2 separate regions of the Gossypium hirsutum genome follow, and region 1 is linked to region 2. The links are chromatin contacts, called in public Hi-C maps. All regions are on one chromosome and are shown on one strand. Each heading gives the region's core, a stretch centred on a gene start, on an enhancer-like site or on the middle of the called end of the contact. The rest is flanking DNA. Distances are from core to core; before and after follow the strand shown. Region 1 holds the start of LOC121208243 (phosphopantothenoylcysteine decarboxylase subunit VHS3). Region 2 holds the start of LOC107914391 (18.5 kDa class IV heat shock protein).

The links. Hi-C and Micro-C count contacts between places; a contact is called where the count stands out from the background.
Region 1: a Hi-C map of leaf shows a contact between it and region 2, with 2.3 times the contacts expected there. The contact joins the promoter of LOC121208243 here to the promoter of LOC107914391 in region 2. A contact is called at or near these places in 13 of 34 Hi-C or Micro-C datasets (callus, hypocotyl, leaf and 1 more).

The regions. Positions count from the first base shown.
Region 1 is chrA10:15,991,368-15,997,100 of Gossypium_hirsutum_v2.1, reverse strand. LOC121208243 (phosphopantothenoylcysteine decarboxylase subunit VHS3) reads left to right here and starts at 4,026. Exons shown (of 3, transcript XM_041078787.1): 1 at 4,026-4,476; 2 at 4,888-5,042. The coding sequence starts at 4,944.
Region 2 is chrA10:15,341,804-15,347,838 of Gossypium_hirsutum_v2.1, reverse strand. It overlaps LOC107914391 (18.5 kDa class IV heat shock protein), which reads right to left and starts at 1,626. Exons shown (of 1, transcript XM_016843292.2): 1 at 786-1,626. The coding sequence starts at 1,571. The coding sequence ends at 948. LOC121208238 reads right to left here. Exons shown (of 7, transcript XM_041078784.1): 5 at 5,884-5,926; 6 at 4,718-4,826; 7 at 3,715-4,009. The coding sequence ends at 3,949.

The sequences.
Region 1 (5,733 bases), core at 2,777-5,276, 650 kb before region 2:
TAATATATAAAAATAGTAAAAATACAATATAATACAAATTAAAAAATGGGTCGAGTTAAGCTAAGCTTGAGAATGTTGAAATTTGAGTTCGACCCACATTTTAAATAAGTCTAATATTTTCGTCAACCTCTCCTAAGATTTAAATTAACCTTCGAATTTGAACAGATACCTCACCTTTAACATATCTATTGAACTAACATATTACTAATTCTATAGAATTAGAATGTAAAAACTCCGAGGAGGATTTCTTTTACCCAAATTGTATTTATCTATTATTTTTGGTTTGAATTCCAAAAAGAAATTGGTTTATATTAAACTGGGGCCTGCTTGGTTACTTGTAAGTCATTCCCAAGCTGAATAAACCTATTATGATGTTCACCCAATCCTACCCCATCCACTCAAAGAGGATACTTTATTTTATATATATATATATATGTATAATTTTCATGCCACTCAAACGTTGAAGAAATCTTGTTCCTAAATTCCTTATCATTTAAGCATATATGTATTTTGATAATACATGTGTGCACTTACTCTAATAATGACTAGGAATAAATTCATTTTTCTAAAGTACTTCATAAAGTAATCAAAACATTATCACAACCAAGGATCGGGTTTTTTACAATGTATTCATAATTTGGTTGGATTTTACTTCATTTATTTTTTTTATTTAACCTCAAATATAGAATATGTATAAATATTAATTTATATTTTCATTAGAATTATAAATATATAAGACAAATCTAGTAATAGTCGATTAAGTCTTACCTCGATTGGTATAAAAATTATTGTTAATGTAGGAGGATATGAGTTCTAGTGTGTTGAAATACATTATCCTCTTATTTATGGGTTGAGAGAAATTATAAATAATTATAGACATAGTAAAAAAAACCAAATATAACCAGAACCTGTAATAAAATTATTAAAAAAACATATTCAATAATTCCCTAATGCCATACAAAAACATTTAAATAATAAAGTTTTAAGAAAACAATAATTTTAAATGGTTAAAATTTGCAGAATCGACAAGAAAACTCACACTATTTAATTTTTTTAAGAATACTAACAAAATTTTATCTAAAAAGAAAATATTAAATGAGAGCAGAGAATTATTTTTAATTTTGATATACACGAAAAAAAACATATTTTTTATTATATTAAAACAAAACAAATATTATTAAAACAAGTGAAAATTATTTATTACAACAGGTTAAAATTTATAGTGTATTTAGGAAATCGGTCCCTAGAAAATTCAACTTCGGTTTTGCTTACTATTGAGTTTGAAAAATACTTTTCAACTCGAACAACATTTGAAAAAAGAAGAAGTAAATAGGTAGTTTTTTCAAATCAAATCTTGATTTTAAAATGAGATTTTAACCCAAATCACATTCGAAAAGTGCTTTTCAATGAAATTATCTTTTATTCCCATCAAGTCTTATACTTTATAAAATCATGTTTAAAATGAACATTTTATGGTAAAAATATTATGGAGGCTTTTGTATTAAGAGTCAAATTGCATTTTCCCACTCTAATAAAAAAAAAGGGGTAAATTGATCCCTATATGTTAAACCAATGAGCAAATTGGTCATTTTTGTTAAAAATTCCACTTATATCTATTTACACTATTAAAAACTAGCATGACTGATAGAATAACCAAACAGTAACATATGAAATGCCACATGTACCTTATATTGATGTGTATGAATAATTTTTTAACAATAAAAATAAATAAAATTTTTAATAGAATAATTAGTTTCCTCTTTGATCTAATATATATGGATTAATTTGCCCTTTTTGGGTAAATGAAGCAAAATGCAATTTGACTCCTAGCATGGGAGTTTCTATGATACTTTTACCAATATTTTATCTTCGCAAAATTATTTTTTGACTGTAATAGTAAACTAACATTTCTTTAGAAGAAATTAAAATATAACTCTTTCATAATGTCCTCGTTTATTTTTTCAAAATTTTGGATGTTATAGAGATATAATTGTTATAAAACCATAACAATATTTGATTTCTCTATGACAACCTTCGAGATCATATTTGAACTTTTTTAATTTTCAAATTAAAAACTATAAAATATTAATAATATTGATTAGTGAGATTTAGATAATAAATTTAATAAAATTTATAAATAAAATTTCTTTTATTAAAAATTATTTTTACTTGATTAAATATGGTTAATAGATTTTTTGCAAAATTTAAATAATTTATTGGAGTAATATATTAAAACTTTTATTTCACTAACGAATAAAAATGTTTTTATTAAAGTTATTATAGAAAATAAATTTAATAAAAAATATATTTCATAATTTATAACTGTAAAAATAAAAAATAAAAAATTGATTTTACAATATACTTGTTTTAATAAAATGTTGTTATATATGTAAATTATTATAAAGAAGTCCCACTATATAATAATATTCTCAAGATACAAACAATCTATATAAATTTTATTCCCAAAATTAGAAATTTAGATTAAATCTTGTATGACTCATAAATTTTATGAAATGTGTCAAATTCAAAAAAAAAAAAAGGGATAAAAGGGTTTTTATTTTATTTTATGTGTGTTTGTCCAAATCACTGAAAAAGAAAATACTGTCATCATGCCTAATGAGTAATTTAGCATGAAAAAACAACTGATAAAAAAAGTACTTTTACTTCTAGTTAAAATTAAAGGTTTTCTTAAAAGAAAATCACATAATAAAGTTTATTTAATTGTAAGAAAAGGGTAAACTATTGGTGACTACTTTTTCAAGTGTTTTCATTTTGGTCACTTAAAATGATATTTTTGTATTTCATTATTTAATGTTTAGAGTATTTTCATTTTAATCATTCAAGTATTAAATTTTTAATAATGGATGACTGTACATATCACATCATATTTATATTTTCATTTTCGTCACTCAACTTCAATGTCATTTTTATTTTGGTCACAAAAGAATTTTTTTTGAACAACAAAAGAATCTTTTTTTAAGTATTGATCGGATTAAAAAACATTAATGATTAAAGTGAAAAATTGGTAGAAACTAAAATGATGCATTAAAAAAATTGTAAAATTATACTTGTTTATCTCATTGCTGAAAATTCTAATTTTTTTTCAATATTAAAAATTTAATTTTTAAAACATCAAAATCAATTAAATAAATTGTTGAAAATTTTTATCCCTTGGTCATGTCAACTAATTTGTTACTATAATATTAAAATTAATTAAGTTAATCTCCTTTCAAAATTTTATTTTAAGTTTATCAAAATAATTTTTTTCAATAATTTATTTAACTAATTTTGATGTTTTGAAATTTAAAATTTCAACACTGAAAAAAATGTAGAACATCCGGTAAACAAATACAATTTGATAAAATTTTTTAATGCAGTATTTTAGTTTCTACTGTTTTTTCACTTTAATCCTTAATATTTTTTTTACTCCAATCAATAAATTAAAAAATGATAATTTTTTTAGGTAACCAAAATGAAAGCGACCTATAAGTTGGATGGTGACCAAAATGGAAGTGTAAACATAATTTGGTATGTACAGTCAACTATCATTAAAGATTTAACGCTCGGACGACTAAAATGAAAGCACCTTAAAAGCTGAGTGATAAAATTGCAAGAATTTTATTTGGGGTGACCAAAATAAAAATATCCTAAAAATTAGATGACTAACTGTGTAATTTACCCATAAAAGAAATAAGATTTACTTCCACAAAATGTATCAGTTTAATGATATTTTGACATTTAGCCTACTGAAATTAATTTAAAAATTAAATAAAAAAATAACACATTACTAGGTAAGGCTAGAAAATTAAGGGAAAGGTTTGGGTCTCATAACAATCGTGATGTGTGTTTAATTTCAGATATGGTATTATATAAAAAAATAAAAAATAGAAATTGGGATACTACATTCATAAATTAAAAAGGCTAGAAAATAATAATCCGAAATCATTTTTTAACATTTTATTTATTTATTTTGAAGTAAAACTTTTAACTAACCTTAGACTTGGAAGTAAAGGACACGTGAGATAGTTTAAACAAAAAAGCCAAAATTTTTAAAACATAATTAATTAAATGACATCCGAAAATTGAATTAATTAATATATTGCCTTACTTTCATTTCCGGGCAGCCCGAACTCAACGGTCATTTAACACGATGAATTGATAGTAAGCTGCCCGTCTTGCCCGATTCCTGACTGGGAAAAATGACGGGCAGTCACTCCCAATCCCCAGTACTCTCTTTCTCTTCCTCCCTTTTGCTTTTGCTATATCTTTTCTTCCTCTCCATGTCTCCTTGATCACGATCCGACGGTCCACAATGAACGCTTATCCTTTTGCTTGTTTCCTCTGCTTTTAGTCCTGCAAATCCTCAGATCTACTTTCGCCTCCCTCCTAAGCTTCTCTGTTTTCTCCTTTCCTTTTGATTTTAGCTCTGTAATTCCTCAGATCTACTCTCTCCGCCTTCCTCATCTTCGTTTCTCGGTATGTTTCGTTCCTCACATCTTTTTTCTTCTTCTTCTTTCGAATTCCCTAACGCTCTCTTTAATCTTTAATTAATTTTAGGTGAGTTGTGTTTTTCCAAAAACCAAAAGCTAATTTATACCAAAAACAACTTTCCGCCGGCGAGTTTTGCTCGTAATTCAAGGTACTTTGTTGTGTTTTTCTTTTAAAGAAAACTTTGTTTTTTTTAATTTATAAATTCCCGCTGTTTCCTTTTTGTTTTAATTTATTTGCACTATTAGGGAAATATTTTTTTTATTTTCTTAATTTTCTTAATTTCCTTTTGCTTTTGCTAGTTCGTACTATATTCTGTAGGAATAAAGTGACAGATCTAACCGCTGATACAGCTTCAGCTTAGATCTAACGGTACGGATGCTTTTTTTATTTGTGCAGGTTGCCTTTAGGTTTATCGTTGGCCGTAGTGAAATACTGAAGTTGCCCACAGTTCGATGGCGGTTACGGTTAGTTACGTCGCGCTAACATGCGCCGGTGAAACTCTAGCTTCCATGTTCTTGTCGGCTCTTGTCAATAACCACCTTGTAGCTCTGGTAAGCTATCCTTTATTTTTTTTAATGTGTTTTATTTTATAATTTTTGCTTACCATATCCTTCAATTTATGCTATTTTTTGCTACGAGTTTCGCGGTTTTCGCTTTAGATCATTGCTAAAATGCGCCCTTGTAGGATTCCTTATTTAGGAACCTTTTTTCTATTGAGCAGTTTTTTTTTTACTAATTTTTTTCCCTCATATTTTTTTTCTCACTCTATTTTTTTTCTTTCATTTGGATACTTATATTATTTTTTTCGTTTTATTTATGTAAAAAAAAAACTTATCGACTTCCAATAAAAAATAAATTTCAAAATAAATCGGAACAAAATTAATAGTTTAGTGTATTTAGATATCAAAAGGAGATTAAAAGATAAATTTCAAAAGTTAAATCCTCCCTTTGATTTTTTCTTAAAAGTATTTCAGAAATTTTTTGCATTAGATTCCTGCTAAATGCGTGGCTGTGTTGTTGAGGACCGAGATTTTGTGACGTAAAGATTTTGGAGTTGCGTTTTAATACGAGATTATTCGTCTTCGTGATTTTATTCCCGATAAAAATGATAATTATATTATAAAATCATAGTTTATTTTTAATATAAAATATAGAATTATTTATAATTCTTTTTTACTTTCAAATTAGAAGATAAAATGTGTTTACTAACATCTTAAAACTATATTAAAAATTTCACCAAAA
Region 2 (6,035 bases), core at 377-2,876:
AAATTGAAAATAAATTTTAAAAAATATATAGACTTAAATACCATTAAAATAAATACAACTTAACAAGTAAATACCTCTAAAATAATAAAAAAATTAACAAATACTTATAAAATAATAACAAAGTTAACAAGAAAATAAATTTTATACAATATCTAAATAATAACAACATAATAATAAAATAATAACAAAATAAAAAAAATAACATTCAAAAATAAAAAAAAATATATATATAAATTTTTTATCCTTTAATAAATTCGAGTTGAACCAAGCCGAGCTAAACCTAGGCTAAAAATATTTTACCCAAGACTTATCTGACCCAAGACTCAATTCATTTTTTAAATTCATTTTTTAAATTAGCCACTCTTTTTTTGTCCAAACTTATTTTTTGGCCTATATTTTTACTCCTCTCACATTTCGAGCGAACTCTCGAGCCAAATAGCCAGACCCATGAAAAACCCTACCTGGATCCATCCATCCCTGGGTGTCATCATCTTCAGCCCCTTTGGAATTGTTCATCCTTTTACCAGTTCCAACAATTTACCATTTCGAGTTTCGATTTCTTTATCTTAAAAATGAAGTTCCGAAATTGTTTCAACTTGTTCATGTCTATTAACAAAACTTAGATTCTTTCCCCTGAATAATGGAATTTTCTCTTCCACCTCAACATCCTCTACTCATCTAATCTTTAATTTTATCCAAATATCTTCTGACAGGCGGTGATGAATTGAGGTATTGTATCGGCTTGAATTCTGTTCCTAACTTCTTAAACCAAAGTTGAAGCAAAGTACACAACACAAAAGTGCTTTTATTACTACTAAAACTACTGTTCTAGTACAAGAACCGACTTACTCTTTGACATTAAACACATTTTTTCAAGCTTCAAAACAAAACAAACACCATAGAGTAGAGCATCACTTGACATTTTGCATTAAAAAAAAAAAGTGAAATTACTCTGTGATTTCAACGACCCTAACATTTGGCCTCTCCGGAGCTTGAGTTTGCTTCCCAATAGTGACGATGAGCATCCCATTCTCCATAAAACCTTCAATCTCATCAGTCCTTGCATTGTCGGGCAACTTGAACCTGCTCATGAAGTTACCATTTTCAGTGCTTATCTGAAGCATCCTGTCATCATCGATGAAAACCAGAACTTCATCTCTGGTGACCCCTGGAAGGTAGGCTTTGTAGACATGGGCCCTTGGGGTTTCTACACAGTTGAGTTGGGTTCCCAAGGAGGGGAAAATTTCAGAGGAGAAACCAGGGAAATGGGTGGAAAGAAATGAAGGGAAAGGGAAAGGGAAAGAATGGGAGAATGGGTTCAAAACATCCAAGTTGTTGAATGGATCCCATAATTCAAGAGAGAAAGGATCAGTGGGTGTGCCTTGTTGGCCATTGATCGGGACAATTGACATGGTTTCTTTCTGGTGGGTTTGGAGTGAAGGAGTGTGTTGAAAGCTCTTGATTTTGGAAACACAGTAAACAGAAGAAAGAGCAAAGTCTAGTTTAATGCGCTCCAACCTCAATGAGGAAATGAACAAAAAGGAAATCTCCACCAGGGGCATAATTGACATTTCGTCTTTTCCGGCACTTTCTAGAATGATATGTTGGTATGAGAGTTTGAGGCTTCAACTGAGGTTTAGCCCACTCTAGAGCACCGTATTCTAGGCTTTTCCATTATTTTTACTTTTTAACTATGAAGATTCCATTACAGGTCGAAAGGTTAAAAAAATTCAGAACACATAAAAAGTATAAGGGGTTTTAAGCCCAAGCCCAGTACCCAAGTTGGAGTGGGGAGTCTGGTTGGTGAAAGATGTCTGTAACACCTGATCAAATATTAGACCATATGAAAACAACACTTAGTCGTAAAAAAACTGCTACAACAACAAAACAAAAAAATAAGAATAACATTACTAAATTTCAAACAAGCCAAGAACAAACTCATCATTGGACTTCAACCACCAAAAACACTATGAACTGGTGCGTTTTTTCTCATAATCTTCCCGATGGATCTCCGCATAGCCCCAACAAGAAATGCTCTTCGAATCAAGTGTACAGTGTCAAACTTGAGAAAAACGAGCCTCTACTAGCGACCGGTCAAGCCTGAGAAATAAGAGGCTCGGCACAAGCCCCACAGTGGGGGAGTCCATGAAAAATGCAGGTTTACTTACATGAATTAGTTATAATTTCACTTAAAAATTTAGATCATATGTTATTATGAAGAATTAATTTAATACAGAACGTAGTTCATAACAATAAGTGAAAAGTTATAGAACTAAAATAAAACTTAAAAAATTAATTTTTTTTAAAAAATTGGTTGTTGTCGCAAAATATTATTATAAAGACGATATTTTGTATTTAGCACCTAAGTTTAACTTCAGTATTCAAGTTGATACTTAAAATTTAGCTTTAATGTTCACTTTGGTACCTAAGTTTTTCTATTTTGATACTTAAAATTTTTTTGTCTTAATTAGGTACCTGAGTTTAGTTTCAATATGTTCAATTTGGTACTTATGTTTTTTTACTATAGCATGTGTTGAAAATTTTTTGGGCCACATAATCTCATTTGGTTTAGATACCAAATTGAATATTGAAACCAAATCCAAGTACCAAATTGAGACAAAAAAACCTCAAATACCAAATTAAATACTAAAATCAAACTTAAGCACTGATTGATATATTAACCCAATAAAAAATTAAAAATTATATTGCATTAACCAGGAAAATATTATTGACATTTTAGGAAAATAATTTCTGGAAAATGATTTACTTTTCTGGAAAAGCTAATATTTTCTGGTGTTTGGATGAAACTGTATAAAATATTTTCTGTTGTTTGGTATATTTCTTAAAAACATTTCATAAAAGTTGTTTTCAATTAAACAAACATGCATTTGAGATTTTCTTATTTTCTCATTGTTTAATTAAATTTATTTTTATCTATAATTTTATATTTTACATCGTTTTTGTATATATTAAAAATATTATGTTAAATTCAGATTCATTACAACGTCATTTTTTAATTACATGACTACGATGTCAACAATTGGACTTGATTTTCAAATTTGAAAAGTAAAGGGACAAATTCTTGAAAATAAAAGTACAAAGACTAAATTACAAGTGTACATATATTTTAACCTTTATACTACAAAACATTTATTATTAAAATATTAGTATTGAATATTTTCAATAATATGTGAATAATATTATTTTAAATTATTATTTTTAAAATTTATTATTAAAATAAAATTGAAATATTAAATAATTTATTATTTATTATATCACTAAATATAAATAATTAAATATGTATGTTTAATAATATTGAAAAATATAATATTTTAAATATTTTTAAAAAAAATAAAAATTATTATCAATATAATAATATTAAGCTTGATTTAAGTTAATTTTTATAAAATATAAAATTATCTATAAATGAGCTCTTTTCCGGAAAATGACTTACTGTTTCCAAAATAGTAAGTTATTTTTACAGGAAAAAGAGCTTATTTTATCTTGATCTGTAAGTCATTTTCTGTTGACCAAATTATTTTCTGTGAAACAAACACAGAAAAATGAAAAAAATATTTTTCGTAAAATCTTTTCCATGTAAACAAACGGACCCTTACAATGATAAAGAGATGATGAATTACTGAATCACTGGTCATATTTACAGTGGAAAATCAATAATATTGACATTTAGAAAGCTAAACTATAAAGCAGCAGTTCTCAAAACACGAAATCTCAATAAACTTCAAGAAAAGATGCTCAACAAAATAAAGAAGAAGGTACAAGACATGATTGAATCCTATGTTACTCCGACTTTTCACTTTATCTTTTAGGTACTCGTACTATATCCAGACATGAGTACAGGATATGATCATGAAATCTAGAAAAAAAAATTCAACACACTTGTATACCGCACTCACATTTGAACCTGACTGACGTAGATTGAACACATCAATAGTTTGCCGTAACTCTCAGCGTCAGATAAATCAATATCAATGTCCCCAAACATGACCTGAGCCAAAGAAGGAAACAATAAGCCATTGATCGGAAGGGACTCCTCTGATTACTGTTAGTACTAGGAAACCTTATGGTAGGTTTCAAATACCATGTGCTGCATTACTGCCAAAATTCTGACAACAATGGAGCAAACCTACTTCATTGTAAAAATATTAGACTCCGTCAGGTTAAGGGTAGAGGTGTAACCGCAAGTCCAGTGGAGTTCCAACTGTAAGAAGCTCGATCAACTCAGACTTAGAGACATGAAATTCGGTTTGAGCTTGATTGAGTTTTACTCTTAAAGCTCAAGCTCGATTCCAAATAAATATTGAATTGCTTGAACATGATAGATTAGGCTCAATTAAGTTCATTTACCTAGTAAAATAAGCTCAATTTTCATGCTCAACTTCAAACTCAATTGTTTATGCCCAAGTTCAAGTTGATCTCCCTAACATCTTAAACCTTCTTGTCCTAAGCAAAATATTTCCTCCATAGATGTCAACTAGTTCTTAAGTGTTTTAATTTTGGATATCTACTGGTTATACATAATCCTTATTAATGTATTTCTCTCACTCCTCAATCACGTTAGAACCATGGGATTTGATTACCAATGCGGTTATTTCAAAGATGCTAACAATGATTAAAATCTTACTAAATGGAAGTAATAATAAAAATGTGAAGTTCAAAAGTAAACTGTTTATTTGCTAGGAATTCAAGACCTTACAGGATTGAGAAAAGGAAGAATATTTTCCTTGAATCAAATGATGCAGCTCGTTTATATCTTTTCCATCTATTCATTGGTGCTTCTTGAACCCTCTCAGTCAATGATTTTTCTGTTCAAATCAAACCCAGTTTTTGAGTTCCAAATATGTTCCACATGGCATGATTAGGTGGTACCAATGGATGAAGAATCAAAAATGCAATATGCATAACCAAAAGACCTAGATGGTTCTACATGTGGAACGCAAAATACAGCAGAAAAAAGGTAGCACACAATTCCAAAAACATTCATAAAGCTAAACAAAAGTCTAGCGATCAGGAGAAATGTTAAATAGAGTTCAATCTTAGATTTCTTCAAAACCCTTTGAAGTAATACTTAAACAAATAGAGTTGTCAAGTATCAACCTCAGGCCTACTTATTGGCATTTGGTTCATTTGTTCTCAGTTATCAGTTCACTGGAATTATACATGTCAAATGAAGCTCTTTTGTCAACTTCAATCTTCTTAGGGGTGAATGTCTAGGCCTGCAGGCAGGCGCTAATAGAAAACAATAGAAACAGTGAACTAAGGGAACCTCTGTTGTTTGCTAGTTATATAAATCACATTGGAAGTGAAAGTTTAGATGTCGAATCAACACATTAATGCCTCGTTTGGTTATTAGTGTAATAATATAAGGAAAAAGCTTATTTATTACATATGTATTACAATAGTTAGACATAATATAAAGAATAGTTTATACAAATTTAAACTTGTAATTAGAAAGATGAATAATAACTCTTGTAAAAAATAAGACCTCTTCAAAGTAAGCGAAAATTTTTCCTTCTCTTTGCTAAAAGCAAGTCATGTGAATGGCTAAATATTACCAATTGCATTAGTTTATAGCCAACCCATATGCTAAAAATAAGTCAAGTGAGTGAATAAATGATACGCAAGAAACATTGGAAACCTGGATTGCATTTAAACAGCTTGGTTACCAACATAATGTCCTATCCTTTGGAATGTTTTCTTGTTTAGGCGAAACTATTAATCATTTCTTATGCAATATAAAGCAAGCACAGCAATATCAATTAAGGGCAAGATAGGGAAGTTTTTGTTTCTAATAGGTAATAGCATATGCTTACAGACCTGCAAATTAAAACATTAACAGTTCAAAGCTGAGTGAACTCTCACCTACATATAAGCTTGACTGTCTCTGCAAAACCTTCTGCAAATTCTGTAATTCATTGAGATCTAGATCAAGGTGAAAGAAGAAAAGAAGTACCAAGACTCAAGGAAAACCATCAATGCTTTGATGACTAAGTAATTAAATTTTGCATATCCCA